6 separate regions of the Mus musculus genome follow, and all the other regions are linked to region 2. A link is a contact called in public promoter capture Hi-C data. All regions are on one chromosome and are shown on one strand. The core of a region is the stretch at or near the end of the contact, and the rest is flanking DNA. Distances in the headings are between cores, read along the strand shown. Region 1 overlaps Efl1 (elongation factor like GTPase 1). Region 2 holds the start of Tmc3 (transmembrane channel-like gene family 3). Region 3 overlaps Efl1 (elongation factor like GTPase 1). Region 4 overlaps Efl1 (elongation factor like GTPase 1). Region 5 overlaps Efl1 (elongation factor like GTPase 1). Region 6 overlaps Arnt2 (aryl hydrocarbon receptor nuclear translocator 2).

What was found. Promoter capture Hi-C pulls out the DNA fragments that hold promoters and counts their contacts.
Region 1: a contact with region 2 is called in a promoter capture Hi-C map of embryonic stem cells, with 7 times the contacts expected there. The contact joins the enhancer-like site here to the promoter of Tmc3 in region 2. A contact is called at or near these places in 9 of 39 promoter capture datasets (the 3T3-L1 cell line, cranial neural crest, embryonic stem cells and 6 more) and 1 of 115 datasets of contacts at active chromatin or transcription factors (embryonic stem cells).
Region 3: a contact with region 2 is called in a promoter capture Hi-C map of liver, with 5 times the contacts expected there. The contact joins the enhancer-like site here to the promoter of Tmc3 in region 2. A contact is called at or near these places in 10 of 39 promoter capture datasets (the C10 cell line, the HPC-7 cell line, cranial neural crest and 5 more), 1 of 115 datasets of contacts at active chromatin or transcription factors (embryonic stem cells) and 2 of 9 other capture datasets (adipose tissue and macrophages).
Region 4: a promoter capture Hi-C map of the C10 cell line shows a contact between it and region 2, with 13 times the contacts expected there. The contact joins the enhancer-like site here to the promoter of Tmc3 in region 2. A contact is called at or near these places in 12 of 39 promoter capture datasets (the C10 cell line, HPC-7-derived erythroid cells, cranial neural crest and 7 more), 2 of 115 datasets of contacts at active chromatin or transcription factors (embryonic stem cells and pancreatic cancer cells) and 2 of 9 other capture datasets (embryonic trunk and macrophages).
Region 5: a promoter capture Hi-C map of cranial neural crest shows a contact between it and region 2. The contact joins the enhancer-like site here to the promoter of Tmc3 in region 2. A contact is called at or near these places in 7 of 39 promoter capture datasets (the C10 cell line, cranial neural crest, embryonic stem cells and 3 more) and 1 of 115 datasets of contacts at active chromatin or transcription factors (pancreatic cancer cells).
Region 6: a contact with region 2 is called in a promoter capture Hi-C map of 3T3-L1-derived adipocytes, with 3 times the contacts expected there. The contact joins the enhancer-like site here to the promoter of Tmc3 in region 2. A contact is called at or near these places in 6 of 39 promoter capture datasets (the 3T3-L1 cell line, 3T3-L1-derived adipocytes, the C10 cell line and 3 more) and 1 of 9 other capture datasets (embryonic stem cells).

What each region holds. Positions count from the first base shown.
Region 1 is chr7:82,697,648-82,700,468 of GRCm38.p6, forward strand. Efl1 (elongation factor like GTPase 1) reads left to right here. Exons shown (of 20, transcript NM_175317.3): 15 at 232-370. Among named protein-coding and RNA genes, the nearest start is that of Efl1, 50 kb to the left of the region's middle. Within about 2 kb of position 1,519, at least 9 of the 459 cell types and tissues checked have an H3K27ac peak or open chromatin away from gene starts, as enhancers often do.
Region 2 is chr7:83,583,653-83,586,352 of GRCm38.p6, forward strand. It overlaps Tmc3 (transmembrane channel-like gene family 3), which reads left to right and starts at 1,279. Exons shown (of 23, transcript NM_177695.4): 1 at 1,279-1,528; 2 at 2,634-2,700. The coding sequence starts at 1,440.
Region 3 is chr7:82,772,087-82,774,873 of GRCm38.p6, forward strand. Efl1 (elongation factor like GTPase 1) reads left to right here. Exons shown (of 20, transcript NM_175317.3): 19 at 371-555. Among named protein-coding and RNA genes, the nearest start is that of 4933406J10Rik, 18 kb to the left of the region's middle. Within about 2 kb of position 1,270, at least 46 of the 459 cell types and tissues checked have an H3K27ac peak or open chromatin away from gene starts, as enhancers often do.
Region 4 is chr7:82,721,541-82,724,240 of GRCm38.p6, forward strand. All of the region lies in intron 15 of Efl1 (elongation factor like GTPase 1), which reads left to right. Among named protein-coding and RNA genes, the nearest start is that of 4933406J10Rik, 33 kb to the right of the region's middle. Within about 2 kb of position 1,366, at least 23 of the 459 cell types and tissues checked have an H3K27ac peak or open chromatin away from gene starts, as enhancers often do.
Region 5 is chr7:82,742,282-82,745,098 of GRCm38.p6, forward strand. The region is part of intron 15 of Efl1 (elongation factor like GTPase 1); the gene reads left to right. It overlaps 4933406J10Rik (RIKEN cDNA 4933406J10 gene), which reads right to left. Exons shown (of 4, transcript NR_046004.1): 3 at 2,193-2,452; 4 at 1,065-1,502. Among named protein-coding and RNA genes, the nearest start is that of 4933406J10Rik, 12 kb to the right of the region's middle. Within about 2 kb of position 1,395, at least 38 of the 459 cell types and tissues checked have an H3K27ac peak or open chromatin away from gene starts, as enhancers often do.
Region 6 is chr7:84,271,181-84,273,880 of GRCm38.p6, forward strand. The region is part of intron 12 of Arnt2 (aryl hydrocarbon receptor nuclear translocator 2); the gene reads right to left. Among named protein-coding and RNA genes, the nearest start is that of Gm26708, 40 kb to the left of the region's middle. Within about 2 kb of position 1,386, at least 80 of the 459 cell types and tissues checked have an H3K27ac peak or open chromatin away from gene starts, as enhancers often do.

The sequences.
Region 1 (2,821 bases), core at 269-2,768, 890 kb before region 2:
ATTTTAAACATTTGAGAGATTTTCATATTTCAGAATCAAATACGACTCGTTTCTTATCATAATCCATTAAAATACCATTTCAGCTTCGAGCATTTAGGGAAGAGGCAGAGGTCACTGCACAGTGTCTTGCTGCTCAGTAAACCTTTGAGGGTGCTGCAGTGCCTCGCCTGCTTCCTCACTAGAGGGCGCTATAGTGTCTTACCTCATGGTTTCCATTGTTTTCCCTGGCAGGTTCCACTAGGCTTCTCAGCTCCACTAGAGGACCTCCCTCCTGTGCCCCACATGGCGTGCTGTACTCTGGAGAACCTGTACCTTCTGATGGGAAGGGAGCTGGAAGATCTGGAAGAAGTCCCCCCAGGAAACGTGCTGGGTAGGGCGCTGCTGGGTACTCTGCTCACTCCAGCCTTAAAGGCTGTCCAACATGGCGTGGGGTGCTTAGTGACATTTTTAAAGAGAATGACCTGCCTTTTTTCATAGTTATTTTTTTTTTCTGGAGTCTTTAACTTAGTATAATTGAGTCACCACCTTGTGAGTCAGTAACATGGAGATCTAGTTCAAACCTGTAGGTGCTGTTTAAGTAAACTGTGACGCCTATCTTAAGTGGGGGTTCCATTTGTTTAGAAGCAAAAAAAAAAAAAAAAAAGCTTACTCATATAAAGTCAGTGTAGGTGACCAAATGCTTCTTGTTCTACAGGTTTGATTCTAATTTTTGGAAACTGTTTTGACATGAAGGACTGTTTAAACTTATTTCTTTTCTCCTCATCCCACCCCAAATGCTTCTTCCTATTGAGAATTGCTTCTCTAACAGTAATTGATAGATACTAATTGTCCTGTCAATGTTGTGCCTTTTCCCTTGCCTGATTCCTGCCCCTTAGTGCTGCTCTTGAGACAAGTTCTTCATCAGAACCGGGACATGGAGTGCTCTGTCCCATTGTGTCTTTCAGTTCTGAGCCATGGCATCCTTGTCAGCTGTAAAGCTGTTCATTCAATAACTGCTTAGATGAAAAAGTCTCATTAAATAAAGAATATTGGTCTAGAATAGCTACTGGTTTGCCTGAATTTTGTGGGCCCTGATCCAAGAAATTTGCCAAAACATTTTGTCATGCTTCTGCTGAGATATATTTTTAAAGTTTATAATTATTTTGACATGGAATTAGTAGAATTCCTACCTTCCCTATTCCCTATTTTGTTTCTATTTCTTTGGAAAATGCCACTAAACTTCTGATTTAGCTGGCGATTGATCTGGCTTTGTGAGTAGCCATAGCCAACTTCATTAGAACTGCAGGAGTACGGGAACACCCTGTCTCTGCTCCTACGCCCTCCTTGGGGTTACTATGGCTTGGACCCCTTTGTGTCTTAAATGGCCCTGTAACCTAGAGTTGCTCAGCATATGTCCAGGGAAAGAAAGCCGCTCTGTGGTGTGGACAGCATGGGCGACCTTTTTGAGGCTGCCTTGCCTAAGGCTCGGTGTGTTGTCTTCTCCAGTACAGCTGGTAGGAGCATGGCAGGCAGTGGTTTGTGGTTTTCTTCTGGGTTTCTAGATACTGTCCAAGTCTGTGGTTACATGTCCTTAGAAGGTCTGAAACCATCTCTTTTTCATCCATCTCTCAAGGGAGCCATGGTTCTGCCCTCTGCTATGGGAAGAACTACTCTGAGGTAGAACATTTCATGTCTTCATGAGGAAAATAGACATATACCTCCCTCTTCTAAAGCTTGTGGAGGTGGAAGGCGGGTAAAAGTGAGTTAACATTGTTTGTCATTTACCTATGTATGATTCTGCCGAAGGGACACGTTACTTTAAGGCAGAATACATGGAGTGGGAATGCCAGGTATATCCCTGTATGCCTTAGGGTTGTATTTAGCTGCTTAGATCTCAGTCCACAGTCCTTGACTATTTGGCTCTGGTTCTGTGGTGAGACAGAGCATCATGGTGGCAGGAGCATGCGGTGTGAAGTTAGGGCAGCCTGAGAGTAGAGCAGAGTGCCTTACAGATGGGAAGAAGCATAAGTCACGACAGGAAGGTAGAACTCCATGGTCACTACCATAGGGGCCCATCTCCAACCAGGCCCCACCTTCCAGAATTCTACTTCCCAATAGTGAACTGGTCATTGGGTCAGAACCCTCATGATGTGAGAGTCTCTGGAAATTCAGCCCAGGGTATGCTTTATTAAACCTCCAAGACATTTCGAGAGCCACTTAAACAGATCGACCATCCAGCCTGCTAGCAAGGTTTATTTTTTTATTTGTGTATAAAAGGACCTTGCTGGTGACATGTGTATGTAGTCTTGTTTCTTTAATCTGTCATATGCCCTGGTAACTACAAGGGAGGCCAGGATTGAGTGTAGGGATATTTGGGCTATGAATGGTTTTCAGAGGTTGGACTTACAGGGCCAGCCAAACCATCCCCACCCCTCATCTCTTGTTGCCTAACAATTCCTGAGTCCCCTTTGTTAAAGTTATGTTTCTTCACCTATCATCCCCCAAAGGGTCTATGAGTGTAACGCTGGAGGAATTAAAGCCAGGCTAGCCTCTTTGATTTTCCCTCTAAATTGAGGCAGACAGTAATTGTTTCCAAATATCACTGAGGTCCCTGGGTAACCAGCAAGAACAAAGGCACCACGATTCTGCCCATAGTCCCACAAACTAGTTAGATTGGCTTCTAGCCAGGCATGCAACCTTGCTGGGCCTAAAGATTTTCAGATGATTAGAACTAACTGCCACAGTTACTAACATTACTGACAATTCTGTTTCTTGTAGTAGAAACAGAACAGCTCTACTTGTTTTCCAAGATTGTTATCTATGATTCATTTATTATATGTAT
Region 2 (2,700 bases), core at 29-2,528:
CCTCTGCTCATGTAGAGTTCTTAATGTGGGCAAGACAGAGTGTTCAGCAGAGCTGAGCCATGCTTTCTAGCACTGCATTAGCCTGCTCAGCTACACACAAGTGTGTTAACTCCCTGCAAGCAGCCAGGGCTCTGGGTGTTCACTAGCAAACAGGTTTGTAATTCCCAAGTGCACCAAAGGCCTTGGCCGGGGATAAGATGTTTGGCTAAAAAGCCAGTGTACAGCTAACAAAGGAAACATGCAGGCGATAAGGGAATGGGCCCCATTTGGCCTTTGTATGGGCAAGATGCCACATTTTCTAAAGCTATACATTTTTTGACCTCCAACATACATGGATTTCCAGAGTCTTGTTTTCTAAGCATTTCTGAGAGAGAGAGAGAGAGAGAGAGAGAGAGAGAGAGAGAGAGAGAGAGAGAGAGAGAGAGAGAGAGAGAGAAACGAGAACCATGTATAGAGGATAGAAGAGGTTCCCTGGAGCTTGAGTTAGAGGTGGTTAGTGGGCTGAACTTAGGTCCTCTGCAAGAGTAGCAAATTCTTTTAATTTATGGGACATTTCTCCAGCCCTGAGATGAAAATAAAATAATATGAAATAAATAAAAATCTTAATTTTTCTCAAACTCAGCTTTATGGGTCATTATGCATACTGATATGTCCATACTTAATACATGTAAGACTAGAACTAAAGTAATCCCGTTTTTTGTTACTAGAACATGGAAGTCTTGAAGGTTGAAACATCATTATTTCTAGAGTTTACTGGTTTCTAAGCATTTGTTAGGTAGCAGGTAGGTAGGTAGCAGGGAAAACATGGGTGGTACTGAGACAACTGTGGCAACATGTAAATGGTTAATGCTTGAAAGTAGCCAGAGGTTCATGGTACTGTGATGTCAACATTTCTGTAAGCTTGACATCTTTCAAAGTACAAAATCAAAAAGATGTAGAGGGAGAAAAGAATAGAGTGCTATTGTCTGTGCCTGGATAGGCAGTGCACTTGCTGTCTCTAAGTCTCTTCTGGAGAGACCCACCACACCCTGCCTCCTATGCTCCTAAAGTGTTTAGCAACTGCCAGCTGTAGTCAGATGTAGAGGAGTTTGCAAGTCTTTGAGCCCTGTCTGGGCACAAGAGATTACTGATGGACTTTAGGAAGAACCAAGACAGCCCTAGGCTACTGGGCCACGCCTCCAACTGTCCCGATCTTAGCCAATCAATGTGAACACACCCACCTCACTGTTACATATGTATGACCCTGGCTGCCCTCCTGGTTTTTCTGCCCTGAGCACCAGATGCAGGCAGACATTTGCTCCTGTTTCTGAAGGAGGAGAGCAGGTCAACTCTGCAGGCCTCTTTCAGACAGCTCATTTGGAACAGAACCCTGCCTGCAAAATCAAGGCTTTCCAATTCCCTGGCTATCCCTAGGGACCATTGGCTACAGACCAGGCCTCATGAAAACCTCAAAGGCATCCCAGCGCTACAGAAGCATTCGGAGAAACGCCAGCCAGTGTTATCTCTACCAGGACTCCCTGCTTCTTGGGTGAGTGCCTTGCTGGGTTCTCCAGTGCAGAAACTTACTTCTCTGGGGTCATGAGGAACTGGGGTGGCGACCACAGCAATGCTCAGAGAGGAAGACAGTTGCAAGCTCCCAGCTCCAAAGCCTGTATCCTGCACTTATTTTGTTGCCTGCCAATTCCACACATGGGCTTCATCTGCTTCTCCCTGCTTCCTCAATTGCTAGCGTCGGAAGAGAGCAGACAAGCCATCTGCTGCCTCTGATAAATCAGGTGTCTGCTGGAAAACGCTTCTGAGCACGGGGATGTGGGCGGGGATGAGAACTGAACGTCTTAGGTGTGTTTCGGGAAGATTTTCTGTTAAATACTGAAACCTCCTCTAACTCTAGAGAAATTTTCCTTTGAGGAAATAAAAGACTTCCTGATCAAAATGAGAGGAAATGTGTTCTTTTGCAAAAGCCATAGGTTACTCATCTCCTTAAAAAAATATTGAGTTACATATTTAGAATTACTATGGAAGAAAGTCCCTGTTAAATGTTGAAAAATTGTTCTACACAGTAGCTATGCCCTAAGGAGTTTGCCCAATGCAGTCATTTAACGCATTTTGTTGTTGTTGTTGTTGTTGTTGTTGTTTGTAAAAACCACTGCCTGCCTCACCTCTTATCTTGTGTTTAAAATGAACACAACAGAGAGGCATCTCCAGGCAACACAGGCCACATGTTTGTTTCTTTTACCTTTAGAGTGGGAGAAAGAGGAATTGTGTCTCCAAGCTTTGCTCCTCACCTCAGTGAGCCTATAGATGACATTGTGTCCCTTCTCAAAACTACTGTTCCTCAAAAATGGAATCAAATGTGGGAATTCCTCTTCTCCTCTCTCCTTTGCTGTCGTTTGCCATGAGAACTTATTCCTTTTCACTGACCACTGAAGTAATAGAATCTACAAATGAGTTTCTAAGGACTGCTGACATTACCAAATTCTGTCAGTCTATGGACACAAACACACACACACACACACACACACACTACAGATGACCCTGGGACAGTGAGATGCAGAAGTTACACAAGAAAGATGCCCTTTGCTGAAAGCAATTCTGTAATCAGATTTCCTCCATGATTCCCCTTTTCCACCCAGTAACTCCGATGACAGCTTTAATGCTGATGAAACGGGAGACAGCAGTGATCCGGAACAAATCTTCCAG
Region 3 (2,787 bases), core at 20-2,519, 810 kb before region 2:
ATTCATTGTCAATTGCTTGGTTTCTGAGCTCAAATGGTCTCTTAACACCATTTTGGTCATCGTATTAAAAATAGTGACTGAAGCATTTAAATAGTTATAGGAATCCAGTCACACTTTTCTCATTGGATTTCATGCCCAGAGATAATTCTGCTTGTAATTCCAGAGGCCATACCTCTCACACTGCATGGTGGGGGTTGTCACTGGGGGGCACATTTTGGACTCTTGTTATCTTTTATATGCATTTTTTTCTAATTTTGTCCTTTTAATTAGCAGTTAAATATTCATGGTATCATTACTAAGCATGCAAATTGTTGTGGCTTTGGGTCAAGTTGTGATCGGTGGGTGAACTTAAGGAGTTTTGGTTTTGTAGGCCGAGTCTATGCCGTGCTGTCAAAGCGAGAAGGTCGAGTGCTTCAGGAAGAGATGAAGGAAGGGACGGACATGTTCATCATCAAGGCTGTGCTGCCTGTAGCGGAAAGCTTTGGCTTTGCGGATGAGATCAGGAAGAGGACCAGCGGACTGGCCAGCCCACAGCTGGTGTTCAGCCACTGGGAGGTGAGATGCAGCCCCACCTTCCCGAGAGCCAGGCAGAGGCTACGTGAAGCTGGCTGTTACTGGCATGGGGCCCAGGCAAGGGGCCTGTGAAAGCCAGCTCACAGCACCAACCCAACGAGCACTCTGTCTATAACGTAAATCGGAGTTACAGGGCATTTAGTCCATTCTTCTCTTGCTGCAGACATACGTTAAGTTAAAGAAAAATGACAGCACTTTTGAATGTGAAACTCGAACGCTTTTCCCTTGGGGGTAGGAGGATGGGGAGAGATTCTTCCAGCATCAAGGGGAGAACTCTTGAAGGGAGATCTGCAGTTTGTCTTTATAAGCTCCTGCTCACCACAGCCTTTCCTTGACCACAGCATGGAGTCAAGCACACAGCAAATTTTTGTGCAGTCACAAAAGGACACTCAGTAGGTGCACTGCAGGGAAGAGAAGGGTGTTGTTAGTACCGTGTTCTGAGTGTGTGGGAGGCATGGGGTAGGCCTTCCTTAAAGGAGACTTAGCCATTAACTAGCAGCGAGAACACTCGGCCAGGAAAACTGAGGAAGGAAAAGCCTAAAGCCCAAGAGAGGCTGTCTCAAAACAGCAGTGCTTTCTTGTTTGTAGGAAACCTCGGTAATTCTAGCTCCCTCCTTCCGCGATAGAGTGTAGCCTGGGAGTGTTACTGTCTGCTGGGCTGGTGGTTACGTGCTGTCTCTGCTGCTTACTGGGACAGTGCAGAGACTTCACTTCTGGGATAATTTATGTGGAGCCACCACCTCGAGCCCTGTGTTGTAGGCTTTGCTGCTGGCCAGGGCTCCTTTCTATGTCTGCACTTCTCTCACTTCCTGCAGCTTGATGGCGTTCTTTCTCTAGAATTCTTTAAACACAGAGCTTACATTTACACGATTAGTGAAAAATGGAAATAATTGAGGCAGACCTTTCTCTTTAAACTGTGATCAGCAAAGTAAGAAGTAAGACTTTGAACAGGCACATCTGCTTTAATTCAGTAGTCCCTGTCACCTGGATAGGTGTATGCAGTTTCCAGCCCAGAGCGCTGGGTGTCTGCTTTCCCCATGAAAGTCCAGTCCATGATGCTTGATAGAACCAAACAGTGCTCACACTTAGCTGCATCTCTTTAGTTAGCATGTTTTACAGTCACTCAAGATTTCTCTTGACTTTTACACTTTTGAATGCTAAATGATGTTCTGATGAGTTCCTTCATTGCCTTTTTACCAAGTAGCCTTCATCTTTGTTTCTCATTGTGTCGAAAACATCTAGGGCACTGTTAACCTTCAGCTTATAGTTAACCATTTCCTGTTTATCCAAAATTCTAGCCTTTGAGCTTGGGTTTGGTTTCTTACATCAAACACGAAGCAGTAAAAGAAAGAAGTAGATTTTAAGTGGCAGTGCCTGGAGGGCAGGAGCTCTGCTGGGGTCCTGGGGTCCTAGTGGCCGGTATGTGGTGACTGGGCTGTGCACCTAGACACTGTCTGTGACTGAGTGAGACGATTCTGCTTCTGGGTAGTGACCTTGAGAGGTGCTGCCCCGGTCTCAGTGGTGCTGCCCTTGCTGAGCGCAGCTGTCAGAACTCAGCCTTCTGACATCATAGATGACAGTCATCCAGCTCACAAGGCTGGCCTTGGTCAACACTGGCACAGGAAAGTGGGTTATAGTGTCTCTGATCTAACAGAGGGTATTGGGTACATAAGGCCTGGGACTTTCTATAAACAGAGCCTTAAGTAAGCCTTCAGAGCTGTTACACTGTCATTGTCATTGGATGAGCAATCTATCATATATTTTATTTTCATTTTAAAAGCTCATGAAAGGACCAAGGTATGAATAAGTTTCTCAGGTTGGCTATGCAGCCACAGCTGGTTTTGGATCCCCGACCCTTCCGCCTTCCCTCCTCAGCTAATAAGGTTATATGTTTACACCACCAGGCCTGACCAGAAAAAAAATATATACTGAGTCTTCCTTTGAAACTTATTTTATTGAGTCTCTTTAAATTTGTATGAATGGGTCTAGAAAGAAGGCTCAGGGGGTGAAAACATGGCTCTGCAAACATGAGAACTTGAGTTCAGATCGCTAGCACCCATGTGAAAAAGCAAGTATGGCTGCAGATGTCTACAGTCCCGGCACTGGGAGGATAAGACAGGCAATTTGTGGCTCACTGACCAGCCAGCCTAGTGAAGACACCAGGCAGCTTCCTCTGGCTTCCATGTACACATTCATGGCCATGCACCCGCACAT
Region 4 (2,700 bases), core at 116-2,615, 860 kb before region 2:
ATATGTACTATGTATGTATATGTGAGAATAATGTATGCATACATGTAAAATAGATAGGCCTACTGATACTGTTGCTTATGCTACTGAAAATGTGAAGGGAAACACTGTTTGGAACAAGAGTAAAAGTCTCCTGGTTCTGCTTGACAACTCTTTAGTATTTATACCATTCAGTGGTACAAGATCATCTGATAAGTGGCAAAGAATCTACAGATTCTTATAAGAAATGTAAAGCCTTCCCTCCTTTTTTGGTGGGATATAAAAACTTGCACAGTTGTATAGCACCAGTCACAAACTCCTCACCACTCATAAAACTAGCACAGACAGTTAAAGTTCAGAAGAGAGCCAACTTCATCAGCTAAAGCAAGGAGGCTCATGTAAACCAGACTGGTGTGAAGTGAAAGAAGGCTTGGGGAGAGATTATTCAGTCAGTGTAGGAGGACATTGCATCCATCAGAATCACAGTGGATAGCTGAGGATCAAGAAGAGAGCCAGCTACTGGGCCGCAGTCACTGTGCCCACTCTCCTCTGCTGGCATCCTTCATATGATGGATGAAGTAAGAAACTTGCACCGTGCTCTGAGACCAGCAACGCTTGCTGCCTACAAAAAGCTTCAAAGGACATGATTGTTCTATTCAGAGTTCAAGGACTTTAAACAGCAAAGATCAAGAAATTAACCTTCAGGCTGAGATTTTAGAGAAGGAGACTCAGAATCCTCCTTCGGAGCTGCTCCCTAGCTGAGATTATAGTCACAGCCTCGTAAGGCACTTCTCTCATGAAGATGTGATTCCCACAGGACTGTAATGGAGCTGACAAGTTGCTCATCCTACAGATATGGTAGCCATCACAATTCAAGTACAACCCAGCTCTCACGGGTGTGGTAATGCTAGTATGGAGCCCAGTGTGCTTATAAGCGCACTCTGTTGTCTGCATTCTTGAAGAGAAGTGGCTTACGCCAGTCCTGTACTCATAATCTTCATGTTAGCATGTACACCTCCCTAGTTAGAAGCAAGCTATGGAACAATGTGCAGTGTTGTGACACTTCTGTGTCCTCAGGCTTGTGTCCTCTCAGCCCTGTCAGGAGGTCTCTAAGTTCCCTCTGAGGTGATAACAGACCCTTCCCCCCGCCCCCCATGTGGTACACTTCTCAGTACGTGTTACCGAGAAATGATATGGCTGCCCAGCACCGTGAAGCATTCAGGAGACCACTGAAGAGAGCTTGTCTCCGCCATGAGACAGGAGGCAAGGACTGTAAAGATTGTAGATCAGAAACGGATGCCAAAATGGGAGAAAAACCAAGCCACAGACTGCAGCCCTCAAATAGCTGGAGCCACAAGCTCAGCTCTGGAAAATCTGATTGGCCCTGTAGGACAAAACAGGGGGAGCTGTCAGTTCTCAAGAGCCAGTTGTTAAGTTTCACAAATTTTGCCAGCCAGTTGTTAAACTTGGCTATTTTTAAAGACTAAATTATGCACATTTATTTAATTTTTTTCCCCCAGAAACACAGTCTGTCTCAGGCCCAGGCTGGCCTAAACTTAGACAAGTGTAACTTCCTCAGCCTTCTGAGTGCTGAGATTACTGTAAAATTATATTAAAGTCATTACATTGTATTAAAAACAAAGGCATTAAATACCTAACTAGATCAGACATAGGTGGCTGCTTCTGACTGTAGCAAAACTCCATGACACAAGAGCACACGGAATCTGGAAGCAATTTGCTTGGTGAGAGGGGTTTCAGCCCTGGGTATTTGTTGTGCCCTCCTTGCACAGTGAACGCACGCACACCCCTGTGCTTGCACAATGTGCATGAGGAGACAGCAGAGCTGGGCTTTCCTAGAGTCGAGTACTTTGTGCTAAAACATGATGGTGGTGTTTCAATGACCTTTCCCCTGTTGCCCTTTGACCTCTGACCCTTTGTTTTTTAGCTGGCTGTTAGTTAAAAGTAGGAAGGAGAGAGCCTAGAGGAATTTTTAAGTGGGAAATAAGTAAGAATTGCACATAACAAAGCTTCCAGATACAGATGTGCTCCAGAACTGTGAGGGGGAGCCTGTGCATTGCTACTGAGGCAGATAGGAACTGTTTCCCTTGGAAATGAAAGTACAGCTGCCCTCTAAAAAAGAAAAACCGTGAAGGCTGAAGTTCCAACTACAAAATACACTGGAACTAACACACAGCAGATGTGTTGAAGGTGAGTGTTTTTCTTGAAGACAGCATCTCACTGTGTAGCTCTGACTGATCCGGAACTCACTCTATAGACTAGGCCACACTAGATGGAACTCAGTGTACCGTCATACCCAACATGGCCTGTATTCTTTTACTGTTCTCATTTACTGATAAAAAGCTTCTTTTTTTTTTTAATGTGTGTTGAAGATACTCAGCTTTTATTAAGTACTTTGAATTACTTTTTCAGTTTTCTACTCATATTCTTGTGTATTGTAGCTTTTGCCAGAGAGGTTAAAAAAAGAAGAAGAACAATTAATGGATAGACCTAGAGCTAGAGCTGTATGATAGAGCCTTGTCTAGGATGCATAGGAAAGGAGAGAGTGAGAGGAGACAGGGAAAGGCAAGAAAGAAAGGCCCTCCCCTCCCCTCCCCTTCCCTCCCCTCCTCTAGAGAACCATAACTCGCACTGTGAACAGCTCCAGATATATTGCTACTGCTCAGCCTGCCCGAGTGCTTATCTTCATTTATTGTATGAAGTCTA
Region 5 (2,817 bases), core at 145-2,644, 840 kb before region 2:
AGCCATTTTCTCACTGTGTTTTCTATCTTTTGTTACAAAGAGTGGTTTTACAGTATAGTGAGGCTTATGAGTCAGTCATAGAATCTTTGGGATTTAAGTGTTCCATCTTGTTGGGGGGTTTTGGTTTTTTGCTTTTGTTTTGTTTTTTGTTTTTTTCTGTTTCATCAGCTAATAGCCTCACTGCTGCTTGCTGAATGGGCCCTCCTGTCTGCCACCTTGGACTTATGATCCACATGCTGTACTTGTTGGTCTCTGTCTGGCTCTTATTCGTTCCCACTGATCTTGCATCTATCTAACCATCGCAGCTATACTTCTGTGTCCCCAGAGCTGTGCCACTTTCTCATGGAAAGGGTCATGAGCTGACCCTTCCTAGTCCTCTTTAATCTGAGCCTCGTGAACAGAAGCAGCTCACAGTTGGAGGCGCCCTTCTCTGGTTCCACCTATTCATTCAGCTTTTCCCTGGCTTTCTGTTTCTTTGATTATTTTGGTCAGGTTCGTTTTTGAACCTGAGATGGAGTTGCCATTTTATCCAGAAGGAACTCATTTCCTCTTTCCTGTCAGAAATATTTGGGTTTTCAAGACAGAAGGAGTCGGAGTATGCTTTCCTGTCTCAAACAGCCCTATGTCTCTTCTCCTTCCTCCTTTTCCCTCCTCTCTTCTCTCCTCCCTTCCCCTCCTCTCTCTTTCCCTCCCTGCTTCTTCCCTTCTAGCCTTAAGTTTTGTCTTTAGACAAATGAACAGCATTATTTTAATCTACTCTAAGCATTTTATGCTTCTTGTGCTGACCTTTGTACATGTCTCCATTTATTTAAATTGTTCCATTTGAAACTCATTTTGAAGACTTATCTGCAATGTATAACCTGTACAATGTAAGCTAGGTCAGTGGGACAAGGTACAGAGCCCATAAAAGGATGGGGTTGTGAATACAAATATGTTATTCTTTGTAGCTCATTCTTTAGTGTATACATGTGATTGATTTATACAGTTCATTTCATACACCAAATATAAGTTCAAAATCTAATGAACATGTCTATTAGCACAACAGCTGCTGCTGTGACCTTTCTAATTATCACTGCTTCATTTATTGCACAAGGTTAGAGCTGTAATTAGTTTCAAATCCCCTGATTCCACATCAAACATAACAAGCACACATGTGGACTAGAGAAAAGAACTGAGAGCATTTGCAAGATCCCAGAGAAGGGGAACGCAGGGTGAAATGTCTCTTCAGTCCTGTTTTCGGCTCCGCACTGGGTCCGTCCGTCCGTCAGTGAGGGCCTTGTGCTCTCCCTTGGGTCTACAATGGCACCGTTTCAGCTCTCCGGCACGCCTCCCACGCGCTCTGCATGGCTGTCTCCTTAGCCCTCTGTTTCAGTTTCTCAAGGAAGCCTGGAACCTTTTGAATTCTCTTTTCTGTAAGCAGAATGAGCTTGCCCTGCTATAACACTGGTCACAGTATACTGTAATTCCTTGTTTCTCTGCATTTGTTCTGTCGTTCTTAAGCTCTGTGGGGACAGGAAGTGCTCACGTTCATTCAGCCCTTGGAGAACCATTATGCAGTGCCTGTTGTGGAGCCCTGCCCTTCAAACTCCTATCATTTACGAGTCAGTTCTTTAAACACAACTTTCCAAACTTTAAAACTTAGACACCAAATATGAAAACTTCAAAAACAAATTATAGAAAAAATATTTAGAGGGGGAAAAAAAGGTAGATCCAAATGTTCATTACACAATGAATAATATAAATAAATAGTAATAAGAAATCACACACCTCAAGAAGAGCTTGGATTGGTGATGCTCCCCTTGCCTGCCCACAGCAGAATCTGAATTTCAACCTTGTTTTTTCCTTTCTGCTTAACAGCCTCTAACAAACCACCACAGGGACAGCCCCGCCTCAGTCCCAATCCAGCTAGTCTGCCCATCCACAGCCTGCACACGGGAGACTAGAGTCCATGCCGTGAAGTTACCACGGAACAGCTAGCTCCACCTGGGTCCCTAATCCTAAGCTGTAGTCTACCGTGCTCAAAGCCTTCACATTAGAGAGCAGAGTCCGTGCTGTGAGGGTCAGCCCTGTGCTCACCTGTCTGCAGGACCTTGAGCCAGGCGCTCTCCCACATCACACTGCTCTGAGCCTTGGGGACTGTTAGGACTAGAGCTTCTCTCTGTTATGACTCGGTCCAGAATCCCCTCCCTCACCTTGCACAACCAGCTGTCTAGTTGTCCACAGCTATTTCTGATCGAGCAGAAAGCACCGCCCCAAGTGTCTCACTGGCAGATGTACTTCCCGCTTTGCTGGGCTGCTTTGTCCTGGCGGAGCACTGAGACAACGGGAAGGCTGCTTTCTTCTCGTCCTGCCTTTGCCGTGTACTAGGCAGCTCTCGGGTGCTGACCGCTCTGTGTGCTTCTTGTTTCAGTCCTCATCTCTCGGGCCTGTTTGTATCAGCCAAACCTCTTGACTGCGTTGTGGACATAAATTGAGACGTTAGGTGATATGGTTTTAACTCTCTTACCTCAATAGGTAATTTGCTCCCCATTCTTAAATACAACAACATTAAAAATGTATAATTCTTTAAGGTGTTAGTTTTTTTCATTAGTCTCTTCTGAGGAAAGGGCTTCCAGTTCTTAATATAACCTGCTTAAAACCTATTTTTAGTTTAGTTGTTCCTATGAGAAGAGGAAAAAATGACATTATGATTTTCTCTGGGGCCAACCCTAACATCAAGAAGCTGACAGTCTGTTGATTTCATGGGCCTGCTTAGTATATCTAACAGGCCAGCCAGTCTTGTGAACACCTTAGCTAGCCTATACCCATCAACCTTGG
Region 6 (2,700 bases), core at 136-2,635, 690 kb after region 2:
TCTCTGATTGGTTAATCAAAGTTGCTGACAGCCTGTAGCTGGGTAGAAGAGAGGTAGGCAGGACAAAGGTTCCTGAGCTTGGGGCGGGGGGGGGGGGGGTCTCAGGTAGGGACTATAAGGGAGACCAAGGAGAGGAGGAAGAAGGAAGTCTTACCATGGGCTAATATGGACCATGAGCATGTGGCTATGAGGGCTAGCCCGATGAAGCAAGAACAGTGCAAATGAAGCATATGGCAAGCAATATATTGGGATTCAAGGCATGAACAGACAAAATAGCTTAGAGGGTTGATATCTGCCCAGCTCCGGTGCTTTAAGGCTTATTATCATTCTAAAGGTCTCTGTGTTCTTTATTTGGGTAATAGCTGGTTAAAAAGTAACTGTTGGTGTATTAATTTCAAGCATTAGTTATTAACTGTTTAAGTCACATTACACCAGGACCTCCACCGGGGCAGAGGGGGAAGCGTGCTAGAGTTCTGGGCATAACCTTCAGTTCTGGTTCTCCTCTGAGGGGCAGGAAAAGAAAGGACTAAGAGGCTCCCTGGGTTTGGAGCCCGTCATTGGAGGGGTCTCGTCTCATCTTGACTGGAAGTTGCTGCCTGGCTCTCAAAAAGACAGAACAGAATGGTTTCTTTGTGTCCAGCCCTCACTGAAGGCTGCTGCCTCCTGGCTGTACAACCTTCTGCCTCCTTTTGCATCCACCCCTTCTCTTCACTTTCCACCTACTATCAAGCAGGTAACTCCTACTAACGACCATGGGGTATATGTGATCATTGACCAGTTGGGCTTTAAGAATCCATGTTTGTACTCACACATATGTGTATGCATGTACACGTGCATACATGTATGCACACATACACCTACCATCACAGGGACACATGCATCTTTAGCCCTCCATGCACATACATATGAGTGCACACATGTAGCTATGGCTGTATGCACACATCAGGAGCTTGTGTCATGAGAACCCGAGACAACCTCAGACTAGTGCTATTTTAATAGCAGAGGCTTGGCCTAAGGATAATTGCATGTCACTCTCCAGAAGAGAGATGGGAAGTGAATGTCCAGGAGCTAGGATGGGCGAATGTGGAAAGACGGACATGACTGGTTTCTCAGAGTATCAAATCCCAAACACCAAGACCTGACCTCCTCAGTGAAGTGCACCCTGTGTGTTGCATCAGTCTGTTTTTCTGGGCTTCCATCTGTGTGGAAGGAACAGGAAGAAGTCAGAGGTGACAAAGAGCCTTTTCAGCAGTTTAGCACAAATGCTAAACACCCAATGCTTGCTTAACTCCTTCAGGAAGTTGCTTTTGGATGCTCTTAGCTGAAGGCTACCGAGCAAGCAACTCCTCACTCCTCCCCCCAAGCACAGGGCATGGGAGGAGCTTTCCTAACTAGCTGGCCTACTGCTGGCCTAGCTGACAAAACTCAAGAATGCTCTTGTCTGCTCACATGCTTGGTCAGCACCGCCCTCTACCGTCCAGAGCAAGCTTTTCATCCTTGCCACTGAACACCTGGTTTAGAAAACTGACATGTGTTGCTACTGCCGCTGCTGCAGGTGCCCCAGGGGCTTTCTGATTCACACAACTTCCAGGAGATGCTGAGAACGACTGACCTGAGACAGCAGAATAGCCCACCTCTGAACAAAATGCTTTTCTGTCTCATCACTGTCTGGCTTTCAGAAAGCCAACCCAGTCAGCCTGGCTGGCTTGCAGAGGAGGGTGACTTTGCTTCTATGCCTCCCCCTTGTCAGGGCTGCCTCCTGGGGGTGTTCCCTAGGCTCTGGGGGGGGGGTCCTGTCTTGTCTTCTTCTTCCTCTGTATCTGTCCACTGTCACCTGCCTACTTCTACCCATGCTTTCATGGTTTTGAAGCTCAAGCCTTGGGCTTCTGGGACTGGGTCCCCTCTTAAAGCAAGAACAGTAATGCAAGCATCTTGCCTGGCCTAGGCCATGTCCAGTCATGGTGGACAGGGGACATCAGCTTCATTAGCTGTGACCAGACATGTGACTCTGATGGCAGAAGGTAAATGAAGACTGGAAAAGAACAACGGTGAAAGATTTAAAAGCCCCCAACCATCCGCAACAAGGCTCCTCAGTCAGCTCTGCCCATCCAAATCTACAAAGCTGCTGGGTGCCCAGCCAGGGCACTGTTACTGTAGATAGGGTGGCTTGGACGTGCTATAGAAGTAGTTCATCAATAGGGAGGAGTTAGTGACAGGGAGATTTAGGAAGGTTGACAGTGAAGCTTAAGTTACACCCTCAAGAACAGCCTCACTCACAGGAATCCAGCGGCCTCAGAGCCCTTGCTGAGCACAGGCCTGTGTACACAACCACATACTGAGAAGGAACAAAGAGGGATAGGGGCAGAGAAGGAGGCAGGATCCAGAGAGGAAGTAGTTTTCCCTAGGATCCAAAGGGGGAAGATTCCAGAATAGTGTCCAGGACTCTGAATAGTTGGCTTGTTTTTCTATTTCCGTGACTTCTTGGCTAGGCAGCCTGAATTGGCAGGTGTGAGGCCATATTGGGAGAGATAAGCCTAGGGGTAGAGATCTGGTTTGCACAGGTGCTAAGAAGGTTAGGCTAGCTAGCATTGTCTTCTTCTGGCAAGAGCCTGGCACCTGAGAAGCCTGCTCAGCACCCTCTATACCTTGAACACAGCAGCAGCCAGGGCCTACCTAGCCCCGTGCATCTGGCTCTACTCT